Linked DNA regions of Sus scrofa: all the other regions are linked to region 1. The links are chromatin contacts, called in public HiChIP or PLAC-seq and promoter capture Hi-C maps. All regions are on one chromosome and are shown on one strand. Each heading gives the region's core, a stretch centred on a gene start, on an enhancer-like site or on the middle of the called end of the contact. The rest is flanking DNA. Distances are from core to core; before and after follow the strand shown.

Evidence for each region. Promoter capture Hi-C pulls out the DNA fragments that hold promoters and counts their contacts. HiChIP or PLAC-seq counts read pairs in DNA pulled down with a chosen protein or histone mark.
Region 2: a contact with region 1 is called in a promoter capture Hi-C map of liver, with 4 times the contacts expected there. The contact joins two enhancer-like sites. A contact is called at or near these places in 1 of 5 promoter capture datasets (liver), 2 of 47 Hi-C or Micro-C datasets (epiblast stem cells and liver) and 1 of 2 datasets of contacts at active chromatin or transcription factors (alveolar macrophages).
Region 3: a contact with region 1 is called in an H3K27ac HiChIP or PLAC-seq map of alveolar macrophages. The contact joins two enhancer-like sites. A contact is called at or near these places in 2 of 47 Hi-C or Micro-C datasets (embryonic fibroblasts and liver) and 2 of 2 datasets of contacts at active chromatin or transcription factors (alveolar macrophages and skeletal muscle).

Annotation. Positions count from the first base shown.
Region 1 is chr17:14,399,418-14,403,328 of Sscrofa11.1, reverse strand. No RefSeq gene overlaps it. Among named protein-coding and RNA genes, the nearest start is that of GPCPD1, 75 kb to the left of the region's middle. Within about 2 kb of position 1,613, at least 4 of the 83 cell types and tissues checked have an H3K27ac peak or open chromatin away from gene starts, as enhancers often do. A contact at or near this core is called in alveolar macrophages and liver, where this site is marked.
Region 2 is chr17:14,561,805-14,565,268 of Sscrofa11.1, reverse strand. No RefSeq gene overlaps it. Among named protein-coding and RNA genes, the nearest start is that of C17H20orf196, 47 kb to the left of the region's middle. Within about 2 kb of position 1,713, at least 5 of the 83 cell types and tissues checked have an H3K27ac peak or open chromatin away from gene starts, as enhancers often do. A contact at or near this core is called in liver, where this site is marked.
Region 3 is chr17:14,617,005-14,620,641 of Sscrofa11.1, reverse strand. It overlaps C17H20orf196, which reads right to left. Exons shown (of 3, transcript XM_021078198.1): 2 at 1,078-1,258. Among named protein-coding and RNA genes, the nearest start is that of C17H20orf196, 8.1 kb to the right of the region's middle. Within about 2 kb of position 2,106, at least 11 of the 83 cell types and tissues checked have an H3K27ac peak or open chromatin away from gene starts, as enhancers often do. A contact at or near this core is called in alveolar macrophages and liver, where this site is marked.

The sequences.
Region 1 (3,911 bases), core at 364-2,863:
GTGTATATAACGGCCGAATCTGTGGCATGTAAAAGTTCTGGGGCCAGGGATCGAAACTGTGCCACAGCAGCGACCCGAGCCACAATGCTAGATCCTGAGCCACCAGGGAACTCCCTGGTGGGCTTTTTTAAAAAAATTTATGTATGTATGTATTTATTTATGCTTTTTTTTTTTTTTTTTAGGACCACACTTGCAGCATATGGAGGCTCCAAGGGTAGGGGTCTAATTGGAGCTACAGCTGCCGGCTTACACCACAGCCACAGCAACGCGGGAGCTGAGCTGCATCTGCACCACAGCTGCACCACAGCTGCACTACAGCTGCACTACAGCTGCACTACAGCTCACGGCAACGCTGCATCCTTAACCCATTGAGTGAGGCCAGGGATTGAACCTTCAACCACATGGTTCCTAGTCAGATGCGTTTCTGCCATGCCACCATGGGAACTCCAATTTATTTAGGCTTTTTAGGGCTGCATATGGATGTTCCCAGGCTAGGGGGTGGAATCAGAGCTACAGCCGTCAGTCCCACTGAGCAAGGCCAGGGATCAAAACTGCATCCTCATGAATACTAGTCAGATTCATTTCCTCTGTGCCACAACCGGAACGGCTCCCTGTTGCTTTATGTTTATTAAGTGTTTTATTCATCACAGCCACCTAGTGAGGCAGGTACCACTATTACTCGCACTGTCCAGAAAAGAGACTGGCCAGCCAGGAGCGAAGTGCGGAGTCTTCAGCACCAATGCCGGCCAGAGTGATGGGGGGCGGAGGGGAGGTTCAGATCCGGAGATACTGAGCAACGGGACCCGCAGGACTGTGTGTGACCGCATGGGGTGAGGGAAGGGAGGTGTGGGTCGTGACTCCCAGGCTTCTGTCCTGAGCAACTGCGTGGACAATGCTGCCCTGTGCTGCCATGAGGCCGTATAGTGAGCTCCCCTTGGGGCCTGTCTTGTCTGAAGGGTCTGAGCCCAGTCAAGGGGAGAGTCCCCATGAGCAGCTGGATATACTGGTCTAGAACTGAGCAGGATGTCGAGTAGAGAATTCAGAGTCCTCACTCACCCTGGAGATCTGTCTGCCGCGTGCCTTAGAGAACCCCAGGGGTGAGCACCAGGCCATAAGGTTACTCAGGCTCCAATCCCTGTTTGCTAATGCCAGGCCATTCCTGGGGCCAGCACACCCTGCAGAAAAGTGGAGAGACCCCCTTCTTCACCCTCTAAGAACAACAGCCTTGAGTTGGTCTCACCTTTATATTATCCAGACCAGTTCCCTTAAATCAAACCAAACGATTTGTCTAGCCAGACTGCCATCTGTGCCAACGAAAGTGTAGCTGGTGCCAAGAATGATCAGTATTTGAGCCTGACCAAAAGGACACACGAAGTTCCCCTGCCATTCCCCCTGCACCCCCGCCCAGTTTCTGGGCAGCCAGAAACTGCACCCTGTGGCCTGACCTTCCAGGCCCAGCTAGGTCCCTGCTCCAGGGCACTGAGCAGCTTGCAGAAGAGCAGGGGTTTAGCTGGAACTTTCTCACATCGTCACCCCACTTACAGCACTTGGCACATTGCTTTATACTTCTGATTTACATGCCCTTTGTCTTAGTCCGCTTGGGCTGCCATGACAAAACACACAGACTGAGGTGGCAGAGATAACAGGAAATGATTGCTCACAGTTCTGGAGGCTGGAGGTCCAAGATCGTCTGGGTGCTAGCAGTCAGTCCCCATGTCCTGGCTTGCAGACGGCCTCCTTCCTGGGTCCTCACGTGGCCTCTCCCTGGTGTGTGCACTGGGGGAGAGAACCAGCCTCCTCCCCGCCGCATTTTTGTCTTTTTAGGGCCGCCCTTGTGGCATATGGAGGTTCCCAGGCTAGGGGTCTAATTGGAGCTGCAGCTGCCAGCCTGCAACACAGCCACAGCAACAAGGGATCTGAGCCGCATCTGTGACCTACCCCACAGCTCTTGGCAACGTCAGATCCTTAACCCACTGGGCAAGGCCAGGGATGGAACGCACATCCTCGTGGATACTAGTCCAGTGCGTTACCGCTGAGCCATGACGAGAACTCTCCCTTCCCCTTCTTATAGGGGCACTGAGCCATCGAGAGCATCTTATGCTCATGACCTCATCTAAATTTACTTGCTTCCCAAGGTCATGTCTCCAAACACCATCACACTGAAGGGCAGGTCTTCAACCCACCATCACACTGTGGGGGACAAGATTCTGTGCCTAGCACCCCTATCTTCATAAGGACAAATTTACCCCCAACACCTGGCTCAGAGCTTGGCACTCACTAGGCCCCAAGTGATACATGGATGAATAAATAAAAATGGCCCAAGCTTGTCCCCTGTTGGTGGGGTCAGGCGAAGGTCCCCCCATGCCTCTGAATGCCCAGCTCTGACTGGACCCCTAGCCTGGGAATCTTCATATGCCAGGAGTTTGGCCCTAAAAAGGAAAAAAAAAAAAAAAAAAAAAAAAGCCACTTGGCACTTGGTCTTTGTTGCTACATGGAAAGCCCTGCCCACAGGGGTCTGCCCAAGACCTGGATAAGACTGGGAGCAGAGCTTCGCTGCCCTTGGGGAGCTGCCCATGTGGCCGGGCCCCCAGGAGACCACAGGGGAGAAGCAAAGGGCCGGCTGGCGTGATGCGCTGCCCCAGCTGCCCTGTGCTCCAAGAGAGCTGCAGAGTCAGCCTGGGACCCACTGGTCCCCCCACAACCCTGTAGCCCTGAGTGAGTGACACCCCCCACTTCCTGGGGGCAGCGAGGAAGACCCTCCACAGCTGAGCAATTTCCATTCAGAGCCGCCATGTTGTCCGCGTGCATGAAGGTCACGGCTCTCTCTTCGTCCCCTCCCAGCACTGGGAGTGTGATGCTTTGGAGAAAGGAGCGAGCTCTGGGGAGGCAGCCTGGGGGGCAGGAGTGACAGACTGCTTGTCCCCCCGCCCCCGAGAGCCTGCGTCTAGGCTGCAGGCAGTCAGAGGCCATGTGTGTGGGGAAGCCGTTCCATTTGGGTTCTCCTAAAACAGGGAGGGGGAGACGGGGGAATGGGGTGCTTAGGCCCAATGTGAAGGCCCAGGGACAACTTTCCTGCCGCTCATAGCCAGAGGAGGGTCTCCATCTCCTGCTTCTGCCAGGAAGACCTTCATTTACCCCACAAACCTTTAGTGAGTTCCCACAGAGGAAACACATTTCACCTAGATTTTAAGAGTCTGTGACTAACAGAACTGTGTAAACTTGAGGTGCACTGGGGGTAGTGAGGGCCCCCTCCTTTCCTAAGATGGGATGTTTCATCAACTGCCTTTTTGAACAAGATGACCTTCAAAGCCAACATTGACATTGAATGAGTGTTTGCTGTAAACACCCACTGGCTTTGTTCTGACCTCATGATCTAGCCAATGTCATCCATGATGTCACCACAAGTTCTGGGCTTCCCTCCAAAGTTGAGTGAGCAGTGGAAGGGAGAGCGGAAGGAACTCAGTCTGGGGCCACTTCCTAGGTGGTCTGGTGGCCTCATCCCTGTCCCTACATGAGGCCTCACTGATAACCCAGGCTTGGGGTGAGTCACCACTGGGATGTCCCAGTCCTGGCTTCTTGGCTACTGGCCTCGCATGGGCCACAGCCCAGCCCCTCTGCCTAACTCCATGTTCTAGCCATCTTTTCAAGTTGAGCCTGTCATCCCTCCCACAGTGGGCATGTCCTCGCCCTCTCAGTTATACTGGACTAAGACCACGATGGTCATTTGGAGACATGGATATTTTGATATGCAAATGACAAGGGATGTAATTAATCAGATTCCTGAGCAATCTCAGGACGAAATGGTTTCACAACCACTTCATCATGCTAAATAAAGTATGGAACTTTCGGTTTGTTGAATTGAACTTTCAGCTGATAGATGGACAGTAGGTAATTTCACGCTGACCTTGGGT
Region 2 (3,464 bases), core at 464-2,963, 160 kb before region 1:
GGAGTTCTCTAGTGGTGGCCTAGAGGTTAAGGACTCGGTGCTGTCCCTACTGTGGCTCTGGCTGCTGCTGTGGCTCAGGTTTGATCCCTGGCCCAGGAATTTCCCCATCCTGAGGGCATGATCAAAAAAGAAAAAAAAAAGGAGGTCCCATCGTGGTGCAGTGGAAAGAAATCTGACAAGGAACCATGAGGTTGTGGGTTCTATCCCTGGCCCCACTCAGTGGGTTAAGGATCAGACGTTGCCATGAGCTATAGTGTAGGTCGCAGACATGGCTCAGATCTGGTCTGCTGTGGCTGTGGCATAGGCCAGCAGCTGTAGCTTGCATTAGAGCCTGGGAACTTCCATATGCCGCAGGTGCAGCCCTAAAAAAAAAAAAAAAAAAAAAAAAAAAAGGAAAGCAAAAAAGGGTTGTTGCAGTTGTGATGAAATTAAGGATCTTGGAGAATTCCTATGGTGGCTCAATGGTAACAAATCCAACTAGTATCCATAAGGACTTGGGATAGATCCCTGGCCCCACTCAGTGGGTTAAAGATCTGGTGTTGTTGGGACCTGTGGTGTAGGTCACAGATGTGGCTTGGATCTGATGTGGCTGTGGCTGTGGTGTAGGCTGGCAGCTATAGCTCTGATTTGACCCTAGCCTGGGAACCTCCATAGGCCGTGGGTACGGCCCTAAAAAGATAAGATAAAAAACAAAAAAAAAAAAAAAAAAAAGGAAGAGAACAAAACAATTCAATGAGGACTCCTGTGAGGAAATCACTCAGATTTGCAGATGTGGCTTGGGTCCCACATTGCTGTGGCTGTGGTATAGGCTGGCAGCTGTAGCTCTGATTGAACCCTCAGCCTGGGAACCTCCACATGCTGCGAATGCAGCCTAAAAAGCAAAATAAATAAATAAATGTATAGTTTGCATCTACTGGAGCCAGGGTAATTTATTGAAATGCAAAATTTTTTTCTATGTTTAGCCAGCCCTCACCATCTGTAAGGTAATAGAAACTCTTCCTATTTCCAGGGAAGGATGAAGGTCACTAAAGAAGGGGGTGGGATGTGAGTGCCCTTTGAGTGACAAAGGGGACAGCGTTCTGGAGCTTTACCAACATACCTGGCGCTCTACTGAGATGTCTGGTAGTTTACCAAGATCCCCTCTTCAGAATCAAGACAAGTGTCCCATTGTCAGCCAGGGGTGTTAGGCTCTGGCCGGTACCTTGATGTATGTGCCCTTCCTGGGGGTACCAGTGTCCAAAGAGTAATTGCTTCAATTTAGAATGACTCTGAAGGACCACTCCAGCTCCTGAGCTGGTGGGATCAGTTGAGGCCTATACAGTGACAGCATCATAGCCCAAACCTCTCTCCAATACCCCCTTAAAGATATTGTCCCTGGGAGTTCCCTGGCAGTTTAGTGGTTAGGACTTAGCACTTTTACTGCTACAGCCCAGTTCAGTTCCTGGTCTGGGAATTGAGATTCCATATCAAGGCGTTGCAAGCCATGGCCAAAAAAAAAAAAAAAAAAAAAAAAAAAGATACTGTCCCTGAAAACACTGCCCAATAAATTCCTACATGCAGCCTCAGAGTGTACTTTCTGACACTGATAAGGGAGCTGCCAGGTGTACCAAGTGCCCATCCTCAGCTCTGCCAGCACCTGGAGGAGGCGGCAGGATGTCATAAGAGAATGGCTGCATGCTGCATTCCGGGGGAGGCAGTTGCTCACAGTGAGCTGATCCAAGTCTTCTGACGTCTGCGGCTTTGCTTTCCACCTGATCTCTCTTCTAGCACATAGGTTAAACTATATCCATGTTGGCCGAGAAAGAATGCTTGACCCCCTGGAAAGACACCAGGCATTTGTTGTGTCTAACGCGAGGCCCTTCCTCCTGCCGTCTTCTGTGCCTTGCAGCACAGTCTTTCTGGAGCCACTGTCTTCATGTTTCCCTTGGCACCTAAATAAATTCCCAGGGTTATTGCCAGAATTCAAACAAACAACCCTGACCTCAGCCTGAACTGAAAGGGAAAAAAAAAGGTAACCTTAGATCACCTTTTCTCCTCATTTTAGGTAGACAGACCTTTTAGCACATGGTCCAATAGAATATCATCTTAAGCTATTTATATTCCTTACCCACACGTCTTGAACTGGAACCTTGTAATTGGCCAAGAAGGACACGTCAGGGATAGTCATTTATGTCCTGGCGTTGATGTAGACCTCATTAGTTGGAGATGACCTGGGTGGCATAGGCACCAACCAACCACATGGGTGCCAGCCAGTCCAAGCAGATGCCTGTAAACAAGCTCTACTGGTTTGTACTGGCAGGGTTTTACCCTGCAGCCAGCTGCAGCACCAACTCTCCATCAAACAGCAGTGATAAGCACCGCCTTGGTTGGCTTCCCCCAAAATCCAAAATTGAAGAGAAAGACATGGATGCAGATAGTCTGTTTGGGAGATGGTCCTAGGAGGCAGAGATGATGGAGTGGGGAGAAAAACCAGCACGGGTGTACTAATGAACCAGGTACCACTGTGGGCAACTAAGACTGTCTCGCTGGGACCCTCTGAAGAACCATGGAGAAAGCACATCAGAAGTGTCCCACCAGAGGATAGAGACTTGGCCTTTATCCATTGACCCGCATCCCCCATTAGATGAATGTTATCTCTCTCGGGGATCTTAATTACCTGGCACTTTCAAGGCACCTGAATTGGTCTAAGTGACCTTCCATTGTCTTAGAGAAAGCAGAGAGCTTTATGCTTTAGAAGGATGCTGGCAGGAGTCCTGCTGTGGCTTACCAGGTTAAAAATCTGACCAGTATCCATGAGGATGTGGGTTTGATCCCTGGCCTTGCTCAGTGGGTTGAAGGATCCAGCATTGCCATGAGTTGCAATGTAGGTTGCAGATGTAGCATGGATCTGGCGTTGCTGTGGCTGTGGTGCAGGCTGGCAGCTGCAGCTCCAGTTCCACTGCTAGCCTGGGAGCATCCATATGCTGCAAGCGCAGCCCTCAAAAGACAAAAAAAAAAAAAAAAAAAAAAGGATGCTGGCAATGTGTACTAATTGACTCCCAAAGGTACAGTGAAACTAGGTGAGATGAGAGGATGTGACATAGGACATCATAAACATCTGCTACAAAAGCTTAATAAAAATATAGACAAGGTACACCAGGATGGGTGACTATAACCCCTTAAAATTACTGTTTTTTTGGTCATGCCTTCGGCCTGCGGAAGTTCCCAGGCCAGGGGTGGAACATGGGCCACAGCAGGAACCAGAGCCACAGTAGTGACAACACTGGATCCTTAATCGTTTGAGCCACCAGGGAACTCCAACCAACTCTTAAATCTTTTTTTTAATCTTAAATTATATAAGGATCTGGCATTGTCATGAGCTATGGTGCAGGTCGAAGATGTGGTTCGGATTCCGCATTGCTGTGGCTGTGGCATAGGCCGGCTAGCAGCTGTAACTCCGATTTGACCCCTAGCCTGGGAACGGC
Region 3 (3,637 bases), core at 857-3,356, 220 kb before region 1:
AGGCCCACATTTTCTTAGTGTACCTGAGTGTCTTTAAAAATATATATTTGGGTATCTTAATATTGACAAAAACAATAATAATAGCACAGAATAATGACAACTGACTGAGCACCTGTGTACAGCAAACATTGTGAAAAGTCCTTTACCTTGTTCCCTGGGTTAAACCTCACTCCATGAGGCAAGTATTTTAGTCACTACTTTGTAGATTCTGGAACTCAGAGGGCTTGAGAAACATGACCCAAGTCACACACCAGTAAGTGACCTGTGGACCTCCAGGCCTGGATTAGGCAATAAACAGGGAGGAGATGTTCTTTACAACCAGAGATGGTCACAATTACATCACAGAATTATCATTAAACTGAAATCATAGGAGTTCCTATTGCTCAGCGAAAAATGAACCAGACTAGTACCCATGAGGACTCAGGTTTGATTCCCGGCCTCAATCAGTGGATTAAGAATCTGGGGTTGCCTTGAGCTGTGATGTAGGTCGCAGATGTGGCTCAGATCTGGCATTGCTGTGGCTGTGGTATAGGCCAGCAGCTGCAGCTCCTACTTGACCCCCAGCCTGGGAACTTTCATATGCCAAAGTTGTGCTCCTAAAAAAAAAAATACAAAAAAACAACAACCCTTAAATCATAGACTTTCTGGCAATTCAGTCAGGGAATTAAAGAGAAGCTGTTCCCCAAATCCAGACCAGGCTTCATAAGAGGAAGACTAACATCCCTAGTGCTGTTAGCTATGACACAGGGCAAGCCCACGTGGCTCTCTTCTGAAGTTTTCAAAGAACAAAACCGAAAAACAATTCCACTCATTCCCTATTGAACCAAGTGTTGCCTGTGTCTGAATGAATTCTGGACAGAGATCAGAAAGGGACTCAGACAAAAGGGCCTCCAGGAAACAGCTCCCTGTCGCAGTTACACCAGGGAGGCTGCCTTTGAAGTCTCTTCCAACGGTTTTGCTTACAGAAGATGTTTTTCTTCCCAAGACAGTGGACCCAGCCATTGGACAAGAGAAACAAAGGATCCCATACCTGCCTATGTTAGGATTTTTGTGTTTGTTTTAAACTCTGCTTCTTACCTGGATCCACATCAGAAGAGCAAGGAAATGAAAGGGCTTCCTCAGAACTGAAAGCCTCGCTGCTGGCCTCCTGGCTGGGTCTCTGCAACACGTAATCCCTTATGTCACAAGCGGATGGCAGGTCCAAAGCATTGCTTCCCTCCCACTGGCTACTGGGGTGGCATCCTGGGTGGCCATCGCCCTGCCATGGCAAAAGAGAACAATTCAATACAGAAGGCATCGCCTAAGAGGAACCCCCAGCACAGTCATGGCTCAAAGCACCTCAAAGCCCCAATAACAGGAGAACCAGAATAATTTACTTTCCTGTCATTAATGGTCCTCCTGGTCTTCACTTTAGACCCAGTATTTGCTTATCCTGTTTCTTCATCAAGAGAAACAAATACTCACAGCACAGAAAGAAACCATGAATAACTTCAGCTGGAAGATGAGCCGCCTATCTGATAAGGATGAACTACTGCATGGCACTATAATCCAAGGACTGTATGAATAGCTAATGAAAAGGGGAACACCCCACATTTTAAATGGGACAACATTTTTAAACCATAGGTAGGGTCTGATCCAGATTTCATAAAGTAAAATACTCTGTGTGGGATGTGTGTATGAAATATATACAGACCTGTAGTGATAAAACAAAAAAAAAGTCTGGAGGGTAGGCATTCCTGTTGTGCCTCAGTGGAAACAAATCCGACTAGGAACCATGAGGTTGCGGGTTCCATCCCTGGCCTTGCTCAATGGGTTAAGGATCCGGCGTTGCTGTGAGCTGTGGTGTAGGTTGCAGACGCGGCTTGGGTCTTGCGTTGCTGTGGTTCTGGCACAGGCTGGCAGCAACAGCTCCATTAGACCCCTAGCCTGGAATCTCCATATGTCGTGGGTGTGGCCCTAAAACGACAAAAAGATAAAAAAAAAGTCTGGAGGGTATATCCCAGATTAATTTCAGTGGCAATTAATTCAGTGGTTTAATTTCTGGGTAGTGAGATTACAGGTGATTTGCATTTCCTTCTGTGGCCTTCAATTGCTGACACACTGGGACTGGGGAGCAAAGGTGAATGTGACAGAGGCCTCCTTCGAGTTACACAGGGACGATCCCAAACATAGGGACAGTGTTAACACGATGGTAAGATGGAGAGGAGGAGGTAGGCTTTTTGCAGGAAGGTGTCCCCACACATGGGGCAGGCTGGGCCATGGTGGGGGTTGGGGGGGGCAGCATGAGCCCCAGAAGAATCAGCTTGGGCAACGACAAGTGGCATGGGGTGTCAGGAGTTGAAAGTGAGAGAAGCAAGGACAGTTTACACACTGGGTGACTGGGGAAGGACAAACCCTGTGGTTTTGGATGGATGGTCATGGGGCCTCTGCCAGCTCTGGGAAGGGCAGCAGGGCCGGGGTGTGATCATGAACTTGGATACACACACTCTCTAGCTGAACTCTGGAGACCTTGAAGGTGGCTTATGGGTTCAGCATTGGGACACTTCTTGTTAAAAATTAGGGAGTTCCCGTCGTGGCGCAGTGGTTAACAACTCCCACTAGGAACCATGAGGTTGCGGGTTCGATCCCAGGCCTTGCTCAGTGGGTTAAGGATCCGGCGTTGCCGTGAGCTGTGGTGTAGGTTGCAGACGCGGCTTGGGTCTTGTGTTGCTGTGGTTCTGGCACAGGCTGGCAGCAACAGCTCCGATTAGACCTGGGAACCTCCATATGCCACAGAAGCAGCCCTAGAAAAGGCAAAAAAACAAAAAACAAACAAAAAAAGGTATTCCTGGAGTCCCTGTTTTGGCTGAGCAATAGTGAACCCGACTAGTATCCACGAGGATGCGGGTTCAATCCCTGGCCTCGCTCAGTGGGTTAAGGATCTGGTGTTGCCGTGAGCTATGGTGTAGGTCACAAATGTGGCTCAGATCTGGTGTTGCTGTGGCTGTGGCATGAGCTGGCAGCTGCAGCTCCGATTCGATCCCTAGCTTGGGAGCTCCATATGCTGCAGCAGCTCTAAAAAGACAAAAAAAAAAAAAAAAAAAAAAATTAGTTGTTTACCCTCCCTGGTTGATATCTACCTGTGGGTGCTGGGTTCTCTACTGGAGGGCTCTTAGCAGGGCATCCAGCCCTGCCCACGTCTCTGTAAAATAATTATGGGTCTGGGGAGATCTTGGACACTCTGCTACTCTGTCTCATGAGTTGTCATCAGTAAATCTTTTTTTCTTTTTCTTTTGTAGAAGGGGAGGGGTGAGTGCATGGGGCATGGCATGCACAATCTCTCCAGCCAGGGATAAAACCCGCGATACAGTAGTAACCCTAGCTACACCAGTGACAATGTCAGATCCTTAACCACTAGGCCACCAGGGAACTCCAGCAATAAATCTTGTTATATTTATTTAGGAACAGAAATAAGAGTCAAACTTAATACCTACATGGATCAAGGGGCTAAAGAGGTACCAAGAGTCAACAAAGAGTGGCAGCTTTGGTGACTGGGTTGCATCATCAACTGCATTAAAGCAGACAGGAGAAGGAACAGGTTTGGGAGGAGGCAGTATTCCAAATTATGGAATACTATCCAAATCTTAAAATGACAGTC